3 separate regions of the Zea mays genome follow, and all the other regions are linked to region 1. The links are chromatin contacts, called in public Hi-C maps. All regions are on one chromosome and are shown on one strand. The core of a region is the stretch at or near the end of the contact, and the rest is flanking DNA. Distances in the headings are between cores, read along the strand shown.

What was found. A called contact is a pair of places that touch in the nucleus more often than the background predicts.
Region 2: a Hi-C map of endosperm shows a contact between it and region 1, with 1.9 times the contacts expected there. The contact joins the promoter of LOC100384478 here to the promoter of LOC100281475 in region 1. A contact is called at or near these places in 5 of 25 Hi-C or Micro-C datasets (bundle sheath, ear, endosperm and 1 more).
Region 3: a contact with region 1 is called in a Hi-C map of leaf, with 6 times the contacts expected there. The contact joins the promoter of LOC103654486 here to the promoter of LOC100281475 in region 1. A contact is called at or near these places in 14 of 25 Hi-C or Micro-C datasets (ear, endosperm, leaf and 3 more) and 2 of 3 datasets of contacts at active chromatin or transcription factors (leaf and seedling).

What each region holds. Positions count from the first base shown.
Region 1 is chr4:204,672,070-204,675,730 of Zm-B73-REFERENCE-NAM-5.0, reverse strand. LOC100281475 (fasciclin-like arabinogalactan protein 7) reads left to right here and starts at 2,321. Exons shown (of 1, transcript NM_001154393.1): 1 at 2,321-3,661. The coding sequence starts at 3,563. LOC100282104 (50S ribosomal protein L9-like) reads right to left here and starts at 1,181. Exons shown (of 6, transcript NM_001155017.2): 1 at 1,034-1,181; 2 at 734-868; 3 at 310-372. The coding sequence starts at 1,147.
Region 2 is chr4:204,476,350-204,480,262 of Zm-B73-REFERENCE-NAM-5.0, reverse strand. It overlaps LOC100384478, which reads left to right and starts at 1,930. Exons shown (of 3, transcript NM_001177009.1): 1 at 1,930-2,217; 2 at 2,913-3,335. The coding sequence starts at 2,092. LOC103654477 (calcium-transporting ATPase 10, plasma membrane-type) reads right to left here and starts at 793. Exons shown (of 5, transcript XM_008681307.3): 1 at 1-793. The coding sequence starts at 409.
Region 3 is chr4:204,889,258-204,893,220 of Zm-B73-REFERENCE-NAM-5.0, reverse strand. It overlaps LOC103654486 (formin-like protein 5), which reads right to left and starts at 2,125. Exons shown (of 6, transcript XM_023302395.2): 1 at 1,102-2,125; 2 at 58-172. The coding sequence starts at 2,117. It overlaps LOC103655853 (tubulin beta-1 chain), which reads right to left and starts at 3,642. Exons shown (of 2, transcript XM_020552809.2): 1 at 3,384-3,642; 2 at 2,479-2,876. The coding sequence starts at 3,609. The coding sequence ends at 2,479.

The DNA.
Region 1 (3,661 bases), core at 1,072-3,571:
ACAGAATTTGGCATGCCCTGATTTTGGCAGTGCAGTGCAGCCTAACCAAGCAGGCCCGAAAACCCACAGCACATTTCTATGTTGACTTCTCTGCTGTTATGATAATGAATACCTGTGAGAACTCACTATCTTAATGCAGTAGACAGCATCAAAACAAACTTAGACCAAACGGAAAAACCATCTTGAGGTATGTTAACTGGTAACTGGCCTTGAAGAGACAAACAGTCATTCCAATCCAGTTTCTACTAAGAACTTTCATCAATAAAGGAGGTCAGAAAATATTTCTAGCTTGTGAGCTGCACAACCTACCCGTGCATCATCATCTTTCTCCGTGACTTGTTTCACCGCGACCTCCTCTTCGCGTTGATAGAGCTGGTTAAAGAAACAACGCCTTATAAGGTTGCAAACGAACAGAGCTATAAACAGCAAACATGGGTAGGAACTAGGAATGGAGTAGAGGCACCAGCGCACCACAACATTTTGAATGCGGGTTGCACCAAGTAGCACCAAATTCTTAGGCTACTTATCAGATTGCCGTAGGAAACAGCTGTGCCAGGGAATGTTGCATGAACAGTCTGTGCATAGTCCATTAGTCCAATGTGCAATACATATTCGGACAGTGATACAGTTTTTTCCTGGCCAAACACTGGACCTCATGGTTTGCAGCGACTAGGCACCCGAACAGACATGCTTGCGGTGGTAGCGTCTTAAAGGACGAAGGCACGGAGCTTACCTTGCGCTGCTCTCGGATGAGTATGGCGAATTTGTCCAGGTTCGGGACTGCGAGCATCTTGGGCATAAGGTGGTTGCGGAAGTGGCCAGGCGCCACCTTGACCACCTCGCCTGCTTTCCCCAGCTTATCAATAGTCTGCAGGGTAAAACAAAAACAGGTCATACGTGACGCACAGATCAAGAAAAACAGCCCAAAGCGAGGCAAAGCGACCGCTTGGCTAACAGATGCCGTAGCATTAAACCCAAAAAAAAAAAAGAGGTGACGCAGGCGGAATGGTCGCGAAGGTAGTGGAGGCGTTACCGTGGTGAGGATGACCTCAAGCTTGCGGTAGCGGAGGCCATGCCCGGAGAAGAGAAAGGGGTTGGCGGCGAGGCACTGGCGCTGCAGGCGGAGGGCGGCGCGGACGGCGGCCATGGCGACGGCGTGTGGAGGACACTAGGGTTCGGACGAAACCCTCTGCCTGCAGTCGCTCGCCCGCTCCCACGGACGTCGCTGTGCAGCCACCACGTCTCGGATCCCTGCGGCAGCCCCGCCAAATTCACGTAACGGGCCAGTTTGAGCGGCCCATTCCAGCCCATAAACAGCGGGAGACGACAGCCAGGCCCAGGGGATATATGCTCGCTGGTGGCGAGTACGGCGTGCATGCAAGGTGTTTGTGTACCAGCACGGAAAAAATGAATGTGATCCTCATAATTAGGGCCGTGTTTAATCATCAAATATTACCCAGAACAGAGGCGGGACATCAGTTAGTTATCGTACATGTATTTAATAATCTGTCACATAAATATTTTTGGTAATATTATAGTATTTTGTTTTTGAAAAAAAATACATTTTATAAAAATAAAAGTCTTTTATATGATTTAAAACTCTCTATAAATAGTGAAATTAAGTACATGTAATTATGGAACGATATTTATTATTAAAATGAATATGTTCATCTATATTTTACTTTATATATTATGAAAGTCTTATAAACACGGAAACACCGCTAAGTTTAAAAAACTGTAGAACTGAGACTGGCCAACAGGGCCCACCCGCGTACGATCTCATGAAAGCGTCGTCTCTTCGTCCCACCGACACCGCCTCGGCTTCGTCCCTGTCATCGCATCGCGTTTGGCCGCGGCCTCACGTAATCACATCGGCCACGCGCCCAGTCGGTTGTTTTAGTGCCATTAATTAATTATTGGTAGAAGCAGCTGCAGTGCAAAATATATATTATTGAAATGGCAGCTACTAGCTCCAGTCCTACCTGGGCTGGGCTGTCTTCCTGCCTCCCTCTCGCCTCTCGTCGCGGTGGGCTTCTATTTGAGGAGAGGGAGAGCATGCGTGCGGAGAACGTATCTTGTGAGCAAGGACCGTTGGTGCTCCCATGAGCAAAATCAATCCAGACCACACCCTCCACATCCAACGGTGCTGCGTCAGGGGGATTTTTGTAAAATGTTCTTTGCAACTCTGTACATTTTACAAAAATCCCCCTGACGCAGCACCGTTGGATGTGGAGGGTGTGGTCTGAATTGATTTTGCTCATGGGAGCAGCAGGGCTCCTTGCTCACAAGATACGTTCTCATGCGTGAGACCCACCTCTGCCTCTTCCTCACCTCATCCGTACCCGAGCACTGCACAGCACAGCACAGCACAGCACACCACCTTTAGTATATAGCAATAGCACACTCGGCCCCCCTCCTCTTCAACTCCCCCGGCCGTCCTGCTCGCCGGCTTCTGGCTGGCCCCTGCATCCGCCCAGGTCAGTCTCCCGCTCTCCTCCCTGTCGTCCCGCCCCTCTCGCCCCCGCAATCGAATTCCATTCCAGTCCATCCGTGCCATATCCATATCCATATCCATGTGCTGCAATTCCGGAGGATTTTTTTCTTCTTCCTTCTACTAGTAGATCAGAGGCGCTTGGGGGGATTCAGTGTGCGCCGCTGCTACTGGCCTAGTGCAGTTGCAGCTTCAGCTGCACTTGGATCTGGGTCCTCGGCTCCTGCTGACCCGAGGAAGAAGAGCAGACGTTCCTGGTGTCCCGCGCTCCCGTTTCCTTCAACCTGACGCAAATGTCTAACGCAGTAGGGATTTCGTGTCTTCCGCGCTGCTGAGATCTGCAGCCTGCAGGAGACGGTAGTGCCGGTTCATGCGTTAATTTATCATATATGCCGCGTCTTTGTGGGTTGGTAGGTGGGAACTGACGGTTCTATAATGCTGATGCTCAATTCCGCCAGATCGGGACATGGATTGGATGGGCGTTTCTTTTCTCGGGCAGTTGGCACCCATGCTTGTCTTTCGTGGTGATAGGGAAAGGTGGTGTACCAATCGATTGTTTCTTTCAAGCTGTGCCCACTGCTCATTCCGAATCTGTGCATCAAAGATCTGAACACCAATGTTGCGTCATCTCTAGAGCTAATAACACTTCCAAGTCTATGGTAGCTGCTGAGGTTGTTGTCAAGTCAAATATTCCTGCCTACTAGCAAAGAGCAATTCCATGAATCTGTAGAACAAGTGCGTTTGAGATTAGGAACCGCAATTTAGATCTTTTACAGCTGGCGGCTAGCAACTTCGAGCAAATAGCAAATGTGTGAGCTCAGTACCTGTTGCCTACCTCTGGCCCCCAACATTTTTTTTTTTGCTTATGTTTCCAGCTTTGTCAGTTTTACAATTTGCAAAAATAATATCCTGGTACATTAGTTTTCCAGATCTATATGAAAAAAAATAGAAGAAGTTATGATGAGATATCCAGTCAGTGTCTAATATAATGCTGCACTGTTCTTGTGTGTCAGTGTGTGTGACCTCAGGGAATCGATTCGTTCATCCAAGTGAAGGCAACCAGACTCCAGGATGGAGTTCAAAGCCGGCGTTTTCACCGTGGCAATGCTAGCCATCGTCGTGCTCTCCACACCAGCAGCCCCGCAGAAGCCCAAGAGCCCTCCCGCTCCG
Region 2 (3,913 bases), core at 681-3,180, 200 kb after region 1:
CGAGGCCGTCGGACGCCGAGGTGGACAGCCTGGATACGAGGCCGTCCACGCCGCCGTGGGACTTGAGCTTCTTCACGTCGTGGGTCTCCACGATGGCGCCCAGCTCCTCGGCGCAGACGCCGAAGCCGGCCGCCTTGACGTCGGCGGGGACGGCGTAGTCGCCCTGCGACGGCAGGCCGTGGATGAACTGGAGCGCGGCCTTGGAGACGAGCACCGCGACCCGCAGCTTCTCCTGGTTGGACCGCTTCATGGCGGCGGCCTCGGAGCGCTTGCCCAGGTTGGCGGTGAAGCGGAACCGCCTGGTGGGGTTCTTGACGACGCCGACCACGCTCCGCCATCGCCCCAGGGCCTCCTCCGACGAGTGCTTCGCCTTGACGCCCCCGAAGTTCTCGTTCAGGTAACTCTCCATCTTTGCCCGCGCGCCCAACCTCGCGCACACGGACGGTCACACCCTGAGTCGTCCCTGATCCTCGATCGATGATCTCTCGATCGGTCGCTCTCCTCAGGCTCAGCCCAGCTGCAGCATCCTCGGCGAGCTGCTCGGTCCCGATGCTGTGGCGATGGCGATGGGCCGGTCAGGACGTGCGAGATCGAGAGGAGACGTCGAGGCGTGGGCGCGTGGCAGTGGTTTGTTCTGGATCCGAACAGGACGGATGGCAGGAGAGTGATGGAGGGCAGCCCGTCGACGGAGCGACTGCCACCTCCCCCAGACCCCCACCACGCTCGGAAATCTGCCGGAATTTGTGGGCTGCCACTCCACTACCACTGGCCACTAGTAGTCATCAAAACTCTAAGGCCCTGTTTGGGAGGGCTCTGGCTCCTTTAAAACTGACTCCAACCGTTGCTCTTTTAAAGGAGCAGCTTCTCTGCTAGAGCCGATGTCTTTTACAAATCGTTTGACAAAACGGCTCTTTACTGAACGCCAGTGAGAGGCTGCGCGTGGTGGGAGAGGCTGCACGTGGTGCCTGCGCACTGGGATGGGCGAGGAGCCGGTGTGAGAAAAGGTTTTTTGGGCTCCGGCTTTTAGGAGCTAAACTGGCTTCTGCTCTCTTTAAAGAGCTATTTCAGTAGACTCGTTTGGGAGAGCTCCGTCGGGGAGCCGGAGCTGGAGCCACGGGAGAGCCGTCCCAAACGGCCTCTAAAACGCCGTAGCCCGGCTCGGAGATGCATGCATGCAGACATGCAGTCTGCAGACGTGTACTGTCACAGTGCAGAAAGAGTCAAAGAAGACTGACAGGCCGCGTCGAGCGTTGAAGCCCAGTATGAGAGTTAGTGGGCCGGATTGGACCCAGTAGGAGTTGGTGTATTTTTCCTTTTCCCGGCGAAGTGAACTCTGTGTCGTTTTTGTTAGGAAACCCTAATGAATGGGCAAATACCAAATATGTCCTTGAAGGATCTCATTTCTATAATATATAGAACATGTATCTCTCTCATAATAAAATAGAAGAGAAAAAGATCAAAGGTCCAACCATAAATTGTATTTTTTATGTTCACTCTATCGTGCTTTTGAGAAAGAAGACGGGCTTCCACAACATTTCGTGCCTGTACTACTTACATGAGTGACGGAAGTGGATCTGACGATCCAGATAACATAATTCTCAACATGTCACGACAAAACAAACCAAGAATGTCGACATGAAAATATGTATGTTTTCATGCAAGAAACTAACAATCCTGGTCGATTAATATTGGACTGAAATGAGCAATCCAATTTTATATTAGCAAGCAAAACTATGGCGACTAAAAGGGATTAATTGGTTTGTCTCTAGTTTTTCATATTGGTGCTAAAAGGGAACAAAGGTCATAAGCGAATGACACATGGGACAGCGACTCCGGCCCCACCATGGCGGAGCGCTGGAGCCGGCGTAACTCCGGGCCCATCGGTCGGCAGGTCAGTCAACCGCGCTCCCCGGCCCCCAGTGGCTCGTAGAACATTCGAGAACCCCTCGCCTCCTCCCCCAACGATAAAATCCTCACCGCGCCGCAACGCATCTTCGCCCCACAAACCCTCGTCTCGTGCCACTTTCTCAGTCCCCTCTAGCCGCCGCCTACCGCTCGCGCTCTCCTCGCGTTCGGGAAGGTCGTTTCGCCATGGCCTCGGAGACGGAGACGTTCGCCTTCCAGGCGGAGATCAACCAGCTGCTCTCGCTCATCATCAACACCTTCTACTCCAACAAGGAGATCTTCCTCAGGGAGCTCATCTCCAACTCCTCCGATGTGAGTGGGTTTCACGCTCCCCCAGACGGCCCGATCGTTCTTCTCTCTTTGCGGTTTTAAAGTTAAAATAGACTACTACGTAGACTAGATCTGTGCGCTAAACCCTCCAACCGTCCAATCGATGGGTCGGAGTCTTCATTTGATTTGAATCTGGTGGTGATGGGTTATATCCTGTTGCTGCCGGCGCTTTTTAAATGCTCTACATGCTGGATTAGACGTCTGCCGTAAATCTTATTGGATCGGTTTTGTATCTCGGTGTCTAGTTATCATTTATTATTATCTGCAAGTTCTGTGACGGCTTTCAGCAATCTATTCTACTCAAATTATGTTTTAGTCACTGAGACTTGAGATCGTTATTATTTACGATGAGATGTTTGAACATAGCATGTGTATTAGGGGGATTTGATCAGTGTGAGGCCATTAAATTATCTGTACACTTCGTTTTAGTTTAACAATGTGCTAGTCTAGAATCTGTAGAAGCTGCAGTGTGTGCTGGGTGGGACAAAACAGTATAACTTGATTGATCAGTATGATATCATTAAATTGTCTGTACAATTCGTGTTTTGTTTAACAAATCTGCAGTGGGTGCTGGGTGGTGACAAAATACATTTGAAGTCCCTGTGCTCTTCTGGGATGATGGTTGAATCAAACTACTAAGCCACTAACCTTGATGTCTCTCTGCTGTTTCCAAACAGGCCTTGGACAAGATCAGGTTTGAGAGTTTGACGGACAAGACCAAGCTGGATGCACAGCCAGAGCTGTTCATCCACATTGTCCCCGACAAGGCCAACAACACGCTGACAATCATCGACAGCGGCATTGGTATGACCAAGTCAGACCTTGTGAACAACCTTGGTACCATTGCGCGGTCAGGCACGAAGGAATTCATGGAGGCACTTGCTGCTGGTGCTGATGTGTCCATGATTGGCCAGTTTGGTGTCGGTTTCTACTCTGCCTACCTTGTTGCAGAGAGGGTTGTCGTGACCACTAAGCACAATGATGATGAGCAGTACGTGTGGGAGTCTCAGGCTGGTGGCTCCTTCACTGTCGCACGTGATACCTCTGGGGAGCAACTTGGCAGGGGTACAAAGATGACCCTCTACCTCAAGGATGATCAGGTATAGCAGAAATATACTTGGATCATGTTTTTGCATGTCAGTGTGTTAGTTTCTATTGCCATGCAGCCATGGTTGGTTATTTACTGTTTAACATAGCGCTCATGGATTGCACTGCCAATGCCTTTTGGCTATAGTAGCTTTGTTGAAATCCCTTACCTATTATGTGGATAGTGGGTTTATTTCTAAGCTACTATGGAAATTGTGCTTATGTTCTGTTAGGTTGACCAAATGTAGAAATATGAAACGAAAATGACTGACTGATTTTGACTGTAAATGTGGATGGTAAAAGTGATCAGTGGTTGCCTTAAATTTATGGTTGATTGGTTCATCGTAGGATTATCAGGAACTAGTTTTTTGTTTATTGCTGTTGAATGATATAGTTCCCTTCATTAATTTGATTATTAGAAAAATGTTTCTTTTTGTTTTAAATCTGGTGGGCACGTATTCAGAATTGAGCATTGATATGATATTAAGTTATGTACGAAGATATGATAATAACTGTTCTGTTTAGAGTTGTTCAAGTGAACAGGTAATTAGGTTCAACCACTGGGCACTGATTAAAAAATATATTTTCACTT
Region 3 (3,963 bases), core at 876-3,375, 220 kb before region 1:
TGCCATGATGTAAACATATAGACAAGGCATTAGAAAGATGTGCTAGAAAGACTGGACCTCAGTTCTAGCCATGGCTGGTTCACCAACGATAGCTTGCAGCTCTGGAGACACACCACAGACTTTGTTTAACCCTCCAGGACCACCTTTTCGTTTTGCTCCAACACTAGCACTGCTACATTGCCACAACAAGAACACTGAGTTCAGTGAACAGGCTGAACACCAGCAAATGACAGCCAACGCTGACAACTTAGAACATGGGACATATCCATGTCTTGTTCCAGGAGAGTGAAGTGAGTGTCGAGATCTATATCAGAAACAATGTCACATGCAGACAATTTGATGTTTGCAGAATAGTAGTACAGATTTTTTAGTACATACAAAGTGCGATAGATTCCTTTCAAGTGAATCCACATAGCAAACAAATACCTTTCAAGTTCCAGCTAGTTTAGTACCTAAATGTGGGGCCCACTCTGCAAGTCAAATTGGCAGTGATGGAAGTTTCTTCGTTTGAAGCCGGTTGCTTGAAAAGCAAACATTTTGATGGGGTTGAGGGAATCCATTTCCTACGTTAATGGCCTCAGGGGAATTTAATTCTGCATGAATGGTTGACATGACTACGGGAGCATTCAAAGGTTTTCACAGGTACACTAGAAAGACGACCGCCTCCCCTAAGCTTGGAGCCACGGGCATTAAATGTCTAATACAAGTAGAAATGGCGCCTCAAATTCCTCAAATGAATCAACTGGAGCCATTGAAAAGAAGTTCCTTGCCTTCTATTTCACCTAACCCCACTAATCATATCCTCATAGATATTTCTGTCCGCCAGAAACAATCAAGCCCAAATACATGCCACTACAAACCGTGTGACCACCAAAAAAACATGTAAGCTCTTCCGGTTCATCCCACCTCAAATCAACAAACAAAATCTGGAAAGGGCAAATCTTTCGATCCTAGAGCTTTAGGAGCTTTGCTTCGCGTAGACGCTACTCTACCTAACTAAATCTAACTGCACGAGCACCCGCATCTAGCACCTAAGTGGATGCTCGAAACCCTAACTCGAAAGGGGTAACGAAGATGAACTAAAGAGTGCAGGAGTGTCACCTGTTCTTCTTGGAGGCTGCCGGCGCCGGCGCCGGTGGCGGCTCCGGCGCACGGGGACTCTCCCCCGGAGTCGGTGCCGCTGCAGCTGCAACTCTCGCCGCGGCGGCCAGTTGCTGCTGCTGGTGCTGTAGCTGGACGAGCCTCTGCAGCTGCGCCTGGTCGGCCTGCGGCAAGGGCTGGTGCCCGTAGCGGTACGACGCGGGGATGTCAAACGGCGAAGGGGACGCGCCGGCGCGTTGCTGCTGCTGCTGGTGCTGATACTGCTGCGGGGCGGACAGGAAGTACTGCATCTGGTGCTGGTGCTGCTGCGGGAAGAAGTGGGGAACGGCTGGAGAAGGGGCGGGGGCCGACGACGCGGCGGCGGTAGAGAAGTGCATCTGCTGTGGAGGAGTCTCGGCGCGGGGCCCGCCGGCGGCGGCAGCGGTTGCGGGGTCGAAGGGATCCTTACGCGAACCCGTGGGGTCCGGCGCCGGCGCGGCCGCGGGGCCGAGGAGCGCGACGAGGACGCTGCGGATGAGCTGCGCCTTGGGGGAGAGGTCAACGCCGAGCTGCGCCCCGAGCTGGCGCACCACGGCATCCGCCGATATCCCGGTGCCACCCTGCGCAGCGGTGTGCTGGACGAGGGACTCCACGTACTGGGCCAGCTCCTGGTCGGACAACATCGGACTGGCTCGGGGAGGTGGCGTTTCCTCCCTCGTCAGTGGTGGCGGCGGCGGTGGTGCGGCGCCTCCACGCCCTTTTGAAAATTGAAACTGGTAGGGGGTGATGGGGGATATCCCTCGCTGCGGAGGTGCGTTTGGGTTTCGTGGAGTGGTGGGCGGGGCTCGCGGTGGTTCGGGCGCCTTCACGCTGGTTTTGTGGTTTCCGCTGCGACTCCCGGTCCGTGTGCGCGTTGGTGTGGGTAGGGGGAGGGACCGTGGGGGGGAGGGGTCGAAGGATGAATCCCGGATGATGGGGACGAAGGGGTGAAACCTATGTATGGGCAATGAAAAATTATATGCCACGGAATAGTTCATCTGTATTCCTACATAGAAAATTTTCTTGTACGAATCCCAGGAACGCTTGCGAAGAATTTCTTTTCCTAGTTCCCATCGTCTATCTTTCGTGTTTAAATTATAATTAGAACATATATTATTTGTTATTAATATAAATCATTGTTACTTATACACATTGTCAGAATTAAGAAATTACTAGGAATGTGCACGTGCGATGCCACGGAATACAAATTGTGACCCTCTAATGGACTTAGGGCCCTGCCGACGAGCGACGTGAGTACAATAGTGACGGTAAAATCTGTGATTAAACATAAATACAGAACGGTATAAATATGTCTACCCAACTCAAATAATTTCTAAAGAGTAAATATATAATGCTTAATCATAAGCTGGACTTGACGTTGTTGGGGATCCACTCCACAAAGTAGGACGAGTTCTTGTTCTGGACATTAATCATTTGCTCATCAACCTCCTTAGTGCTCATCTTGCCACGGAACATGGCAGAGGCTGTGAGACAGCGACCATGGCGTGGGTCAGCAACACACATCATGTTCTTGGCATCCCACATCTGCTGGGTTAGCTCAGAGACGGTGAGCGCACGGTACTGCTGCGAGCCACGCAAGGTGAGTGGCGCAAAGCCGATCATGAAGAAGTAGAGCCGAGGGAACGAGATCAGGTTGACTACAAGCTTGTGCAGGTCAGAGTTCAGTTGTCCTAGGAAGCAGAGGCAGCAAGTGACACCACTCATCGTTGCACTGATCAAGTGGTTCAAGTCTCCAACTGTCCAGAAACAAACTGTCAAAAGTATTCAAAAATTTCAAAAATACTAAATGACAACATGATTTCTGTAAACACTAAGAAGCAAATTCATTGTTTGAAATCTAGTACAGATCAAATGCCAGCTTGTTTTTTTTATTTCGGCAGCAAGTGACACCGCTCATCGTTGCAATGATCAAGTGGTTCAAGTCTCCAACTATTCAGAAACAAACTGTCAGAAGTATTCAAGAATTTTAAAACACTAAATGACAACATGATTTATGTAAACACTAAGAAGCGAAATCATTGATTGAAATCTGGTACAGATCAAATGCCAGCTTGTTTTTTTATTTCGGTAGCTTTGTGTATATAATCTGCTAACAATACGAATAAATAAAAGCTCAATGAAATTATTGAGCAAAAATATATTGTGGCAAAGCCATCATAGGAATATAAATCTTCTGACAATGCATATCGCAAAGAACACATTTTGAAAACAAGAAAATTAAACTTGAGCTTAAATCAACTTACAGCTAGGGGTCGTCAGCTTCAGAGTTCGGAAGCAAATGTCATAAAGTGCTTCGTTGTCAAGAACCATGCATTCATCAGCGTTCTCAACCAGCCGATGGACAGACATGGTTGCATTGTATGGCTCAACAACAGTGTCTGACACCTTGGGCGAGGGAAAGACAGAAAATGTCAGCATCATCCGATCAGGGTACTCCTCTCCGATCTTTGAAATGAGAAGCATGCCCATTCCAGATCCAGTGCCTCCTCCAAGGGAATGACAGACTTGGAAGCCTGATTACAGCAAGTTAAGAAAATTAGTGAGACTAAGGACACCTGAATGTTACCATCATAGTAAACTCGTGCACAAACAAAATAGAGACAACCTAGATGTGTTCTCTCACAAAAGAGTAGGGCAATGTGTGGTCCAATATCACATAATAAAATACCTATTGAGGGTGTCAATCACATATCCCTCATGACACTTTTGATGTCTTTCAGATATGAAATCAATCAAACAACATACATGGGTCAGACTATAAACAATGTGTAGAAAACCTAATCCTTGTCGATGCAGTCCATTTGTCACAAAATATACTTATCA